2 separate regions of the Sus scrofa genome follow, and region 1 is linked to region 2. The links are chromatin contacts, called in public Hi-C maps. All regions are on one chromosome and are shown on one strand. The core of a region is the stretch at or near the end of the contact, and the rest is flanking DNA. Distances in the headings are between cores, read along the strand shown. Region 1 has its middle 43 kb from the start of ZHX2. Region 2 holds the start of ZHX2 (zinc fingers and homeoboxes protein 2).

The links. Hi-C and Micro-C count contacts between places; a contact is called where the count stands out from the background.
Region 1: a contact with region 2 is called in a Hi-C map of skeletal muscle, with 9 times the contacts expected there. The contact joins the enhancer-like site here to the promoter of ZHX2 in region 2. A contact is called at or near these places in 1 of 5 promoter capture datasets (liver), 11 of 47 Hi-C or Micro-C datasets (alveolar macrophages, embryonic fibroblasts, epiblast stem cells and 4 more) and 1 of 2 datasets of contacts at active chromatin or transcription factors (skeletal muscle).

The regions. Positions count from the first base shown.
Region 1 is chr4:16,594,914-16,598,146 of Sscrofa11.1, reverse strand. No RefSeq gene overlaps it. Among named protein-coding and RNA genes, the nearest start is that of ZHX2, 43 kb to the right of the region's middle. Within about 2 kb of position 1,491, at least 25 of the 83 cell types and tissues checked have an H3K27ac peak or open chromatin away from gene starts, as enhancers often do. A contact at or near this core is called in alveolar macrophages, fetal liver, liver and 1 more, where this site is marked.
Region 2 is chr4:16,552,120-16,555,376 of Sscrofa11.1, reverse strand. It overlaps ZHX2 (zinc fingers and homeoboxes protein 2), which reads left to right and starts at 1,518. Exons shown (of 5, transcript XM_021088974.1): 1 at 1,518-2,668.

The DNA.
Region 1 (3,233 bases), core at 242-2,741, 43 kb before region 2:
CCAATGGAGTTTTAGTACAAGTGACATTGTACCAGTTTTGAGCCTGGGTCTCAAGAGAGTTTGGATATTTCTCCTCTCTCTCTCTCTCAGACCCCTCCCAGGCACAAGCTCAGACCAGCCTGCTGGATGCTGAGACACACATGGACCAGTCTCCATCATCATCCCAGCCCACAACCAACCAATCCCTCAAAACAGAGCCCCCAAGCTGACCAGCATGTGACCACAGATGCAGGATGCTCTCCCGGGACCCGCTGAGACCAGAAGAACCACCCAGCAGAACCCAGCCCAAATTGCCAACTCAGCACATTTAAAAGCAAAGTAAGGGATCCCTCACGACATCCGAGTATTAATATCCACATGTCTGTGTGGAGGATTGATAGTATTTGTGCAGAGTTTTGCCAGCCATTCATGCAAAGAATTTTTTGATCAAACGATAAAGACAAATTTGGAATTCTTACTTTGTCTATTAATGTGTAGTTCAATCAACTATCTTCAAATTCATAGTAATAGGAGGGATATTATAATTTAAAAGTAAAAATAAAGGAAGTACTTAGACCTAAAAACCAAACAAAACTAAGTAATTGTTGGCTCAAGCCACTAAATCGAGGAGTGATTTGCCACACTGAAAAAAAAAAATAACTGGCACATACCCTCTCTAAGCTTCAGATTCCTCAATGATATGATGGAAATAATAAAAATAGGAATAATAAAAGCCGATTTCCTAAAATAAGTGTGAAGACTACATGAGATACTACTCCTAAAACACTGTGCTGCATTATTTCATAATTGTTAACTACATACCTGGTGATGATACTGGAGTTTTCACTTTGCCTCTCATCTGTAAATGCAGGAATAATGATATCTAATGAACAGGATTGTTGTGAAGAATTGAGAACATGTGTGTAATGTGCTTAGCACCGCTGCCGGCACAGAGCATCAATAAATGGCTATTACTGATGTGTTTTGTTCAATATTATCTCTGAGGATTCGCTTACAATCCACCACCATCATCACCTATCCTAACCCCTAAGCTTCAGTTTTCCTCCCCTTGATGATTAGACCTCAGTTCCCAGCCCTCAGCCTCACACTGGCGGACCCCCACAACCAGCACAGCCCCCATAGTAGGTGGAGGAGGCATCAGAACCCAGGTCAGGAAGGAGGTCACATTTCCTTCCTGGACTCCTTGAAGGTCAGCGCCCCCTGCGGACCTTCGCCACCAGGGGGCAGCCTCACCCTCCTGCCACGCAGAAAGCAGGACCGCCCTGTGGTTTCTCTTCTGTTTTTTGATCCCACCACCCACCCTGTCTGAGGGCCTAGGATTCGGGAAGCCCAAATGGGTCCTGTGGTGTGTGAGCCACACCCACACTGTGATCGATCACGGGTCCACACTCCACGATCCCTCCCAACTGGGGAGAGACCCCTCCCCCAACCAGCTTGCAGAGACACTGGTGGCGACGCTTCCCCAGCTCCGGGCAACCTCTCAACCTACGTGAGTGGTTTCATAATTCATGCCTGCCCATCAGTGGACAGATTTAGCCTGCTGCCTGCTGAGTCTGGAAATACTGAATATTAAAATATCCCAGACGCTCGCCCTTCTGACGCCCTCGCCTCTCAGATTCACAAGCAGTTGGTTGCACAAACAATGCCAGGGACACACACCAGGTTGTCAGTTGAGTAGATTTTGAGCGCTCCCACGTGTAACTTTCATGGAAACAGGGGAAGGCATATTCAGGACCACGGATTTGGGTGCATGACCTTGGACAAGTCCTGGTCCTCCTCTTCAGAGCCAGTGTATTTTCTCCTGCAGCACCTCACTGCAGAAGCTCTCCTGGGCCTTTTTGTAACACTATTGGCAAACCAGGGAAGCCAGAATCCTATTTGAAGGGTATCACTGAGCAATGTAAAGCAAAAGATCTGAAGAAACATTCTCCACCCACCTAGAACAGTCATAGAGAGTCTCCCAGGAATTAAAACTGACCAATATTTGAGGGTGCAGGAAGCAAAGAGAATATTTTATATTTGGTAAAGACAGGGGTGTGTGTGTGTGTGTGTGTGTGTGTGTGTGTGTGTGTGTGTGTCTCACACCCCCTTCCCAAAAGTCTAGCTGACTTGCCTCATGCACATCAAAGACTACCAAGTATTTCCAACCTTTGATGTTGAAATTTTAAAACTTCTACTAAAAGAATTTCTAGGCTGATACACACACCTCTGCTATTATCCAGTAATGACCAGTGGCAAAAGTGGGTTTGGGATTCCAGGGAAGGAGGCTGGGAATAGAGAAAGAGATTTCTCCTTCTGTCCTGACAGTTTCATTCTTTCCTCCACTAGGAATCTGGGGAGTCCCTACAGCAGGCTCCCAGCACCGAGCAGAATAGGAAGGAGCTGAAGTTGCCTCCCAGTGTGCGTGATCTACTGAAGGAGGCAAGAAAGATGGGGGATGACGTCCAGGCGACCAAAAAAGCCTATGCTTAGATAACTTGGCATCACAACCTTAGCAGGCAACAGCAGAGGGTCTGAAATTCCTTTGCAACACATTCGGGGAAAAGGCAGCCCAGGCTGGAGTGTGTTGTACAAGGAAGAGCCAGGCCAGCAGACCTGGATTCAAGTTCTGGCTGTGCCATTCACAATGGGGACCTCGGATGATGTATGGATTCCCTCTGGAGCCTCAGTTTCTTCATCTGTGAGATGGGAGTAACCACAACCACTTCAGAGGCTTGCCCTGAGGATTCATCAGGCTTCCTTTTAGGGACGGTCCCCACCAGTGCTTTGTTTGGAAGTGTATCTGGGACTTACGAGACTCTCGGCTTGAAGATGATTTAATTACAGCTGATGGATAAATTGCTTGTTGGATCAGTAAACAGACTAAGTATGATGACTAGTTACACCCAGGGGGCTCTGTCAGGGGATGACTAGTTACACCCAGGGGGCTCTGTCCACACACCTCCCTCACTGAGAAGGTCAAAACATTCTCTTTTCAGAGGTGCCCGGCCAGGAATCCAGGAATATTCATTGGCCTGGAATGAGAAACCAAATGAGAATTGAGACTAAGCATTGCTCCCCACACACGCCACATAGCAGAGACACGCACACACACACACACACCCCTCAACACAAACCTTCTCCGCTTCTCTCCCCGGCCTCAGAGAGCTCTGAAAGGTGGTCACGCCTAAACCCCTCAGCAGCTGGCACAAGTCTTCTCAGCGGCAACTCTACAGCAGGGTCAAGGCCAGAAA
Region 2 (3,257 bases), core at 269-2,768:
AGCTCAATGGACGGTCCAGAGGGTCTACCCGGTGTGGCTCATGCCTGACCCTTCCATCCTATTATCCGCTCGCCCAACCAAAAGAAGACGGTAGTGAGGGGGGGACAGAGGAAACATGGCTTATAGAAATCCCTTCTAAGTGGATGACCAGCAAAAGGAGGTGCAGCCTCAGAACAGATACAACTTTCTTAAGGTTTCAGTAACTTCCATGGAAACAGGGAACTGTAGTTATGGGGGGGGGGCGTAGGGAAGCAGTGGAATGACCTGGAAGAGTCAAGAGTAAGCAATATAAAAATATTATAGTTGGTGGGATTGTTTTCTTTTTCTTTCTCTCTTCATGCACATCCTTGAGGGAAGAGGAAAAAAACTCAGCATCCCTAAATTCTGATATTGACAGCAAGCACATTAGGATGTTAGACAGTAGATATGGAATGAGTTTGAGAAAGATGCGATAGCATCTGGATCATAGTCACCCAGGAAGTTCTTAATAAATCCTTTAAGAACCTGGGCAGTTTGCCTCTCAGATCTGAGAGCATTAGGAAAAGAGACCTCCTTCAAAGCCAGTACCTGGTTTCCTGCACCGTTAACAAACAACCCTGCATCAGCAATAACGGAACAAACAGGTGCAAGCCAGTAGAAAGTTTTGCATATGAGCTATTTTTATTTTTATTGTAAAAATTTCTGGGAACCCAAAGAACAGGTTCTGGTGGAGAAATTGGAGCCCTAAAGGGAGACCCTGAGAAAGCCTTTCAGCTGCTTTCTTCTCCTCAGCCTCAGAAACGAAAATGCCAAAAGGTCAACCAATGCGTTGACCACGCAGTCAGCCCGGGAGCCAGCCATTTTCACCCCGTCTCCGTCCTCGCCTCCAGCCACTCCGCCGCACACGGCCACCTGTTGCTGTCCTAGCGCCCAGAGCCGAGTCGCAAGCCGCCGCTAGAGTTCGTTCTAATTCCCCCCAAGCTAAGGCTGGCCGGGAAGCCCCGACGCTCCGCGCCTGCTAATCCTCAGCGCGGGCGGGGACTCCGCGGAGCCTCCCAGCCCCAGGCTCCCTTTGTCTTCTTGCTGCTCTCAAAATGTCAAAAGTAGACCCCAGACAGCATCCCCTTGGCCCCCGCTCGCCCAGTGCGCGCTCGCACTCAGCACACACTTGGGAGATGCTGACGCGTCGAGATGCCCACCGAGGAGAAACTGGTCCACCTGGCAGGGACAGGCGGCGCAGACAGGTTCTGTGAAATGCCAAAGCGTCCCCTGAATCCCAAATCCCTTGGAGCCCTTAGCTGAACACTGCAGCTGAAGCGCCGCGCCCAAAACGCGAGTTCACGGTTCCCGAGGCCGCGGGCGGAGGGCAGCGAGATTCTGACCTGCCTTTGCTCTAAGCCGCCCGAGGGGATCCAGGGGGCGGCGGCGGTTAGGGATGCCCTCCCGCCGGGAAGGCCAGAGTCCCAGTTTCGAAAGTGACCCGCCTCGCTTCCGAGGGACTTCCCTGCCAGCGCCGCAGGGGTGTGCATTTCTCCGAAGTCTGAGAATCCCAGCGAGCGCTGGCCCGACAAGAGTTTAAGTCAGCTCCCAGGGCGTCTGTTTGTTTATTGGCTCTTAGGAAAAAAAGTTTGAGGATGTTTAACCAACCTCAGACCTGGCGCAAGCGGAAATCTCAGAATCTCTTCAGCAAAAGTCATCTAATTTCGAGTCGTTATATAAGTGGGGGCTCTTCCTTACCCTCCCTACTCCGAGCCCTCTTATTACTACTCCAGGAGTTAAATGTGTCTCGCTTTAAAAAAGAAAAAAAAAATTTTTTTAAGTTGTTATTATTTCCCTGAGTCCTAGGGCGGGAGAAAGCGCAGGCAGCGCCCTGGGCTTGCGGCGGCCCCACCCGCGCGCTGCCGTTTGCTCTGCAGGAGGGACGCGGGGTCCCGGGTGCCGCCCGCTCAGCGAGCAGCCGCGCCCAGCGGTCCCTCCGTCGGCCACTCCACGTGGTTAGGATCAACAGTTTGTCGAGCTCATCAGTGACACCTTGAACTTTTCATAAAGAAAATGGGTATTGCACCAGGAGGGTTTGGCCGCGGCCGCCGCGCCGGGTCGTGCTTAATATTCAATGATCTCGCTCGCGCCTCCCCCTCCTCCCCTCGCAGAAATTCCACCGAGTCCGTTACTGGGCTCAGACTTTTAAGTTAATTTACTGCCCACCCCCCAACCTTGGCTAGTAACCAGCGCCTTTAGGGTTGGCCTCCCCCCCAGCTCTCGCCTGAAAATGACATTTCGCCGGCGTCTCCGGAGGGGGCTGAATTTCACTTTGTAACTTTCTGCGGAACCCGAGCCCGGGTGGCAGCTCGGGTGGTGGTATCGTATGCAAATACGCATGCTGACGTTACAGATCATGTGGGTTTTGGCGTAGATTCCCCACTGATCGAGACATTTTTTTCCCCTTTTTTTTTCCTTCTTTTTTTTTTTTTTCTTTTAAAAATTTTGGCCACTGTTCTCCGTACGGGGGCTTCTTCTGTCTGTCTGTCTGGCAGGCTGGCTTTCCCCCTCTTTCCCACGGAGCCCGAGCCGGGCGCCCGGTGAGGAGTGGGGAGTGGGTGGGGGGAGCCAGCAGAGTTCCATTTTGGAACGCCCGTGCCGCGTCTCCACGTTCCCAGCCCGGGTCCCCGCGTTCCCAGCCCCGGCGCAGGTAAGAAACTTCGCCCCGGCGCGGAGCACCCCCCGCCCGGCGCGGCCGGCCCCGAGCCCCGCACGCCGGGCACCGGCCACTCCAGCCCAACTTTCCCACCGCCGCCGCCGCCGCCGCGGCTCCCGAAAATGTGTTGTTAATGGGACTTGGCCGGGTTTGTGATTGGAAGGGGGGCGCGGAAGGGGGGGTGGGGTGCAGGCTCTTTTTTGCGGGTGGGAGGAAATCAGAGGATCCAGAGGCGGGGGGAGATTTTTTTTTAAAGAGTTTTGATTACAAGTTTGGATAAATGGGAGGCAGACCGAGGAGGAGGAGGAGGAGGAAAAACATGTCTACGTTTCCCTATGTCGACATAAGCCACAAAAAAATATGGCGTCCGCTTTCGACAGGGCGTTACGTAGACCCGACTCTGTTTTTATTTATTTATTTCGTGGCCGGCTCCCTCCCTTCTTGGCCAAACTGCGGCGCTTTGTGCGAACGGGGCCGGTCCCACGGGGACTCCACCGGGACGTGGCCCCGGCTCCGCGGGTTCGGGCAGGCGGGGGGCTGCGTGTGTGTGCTCCCCTCCCTCCCTCCCCCGCTCTCCCCTCTT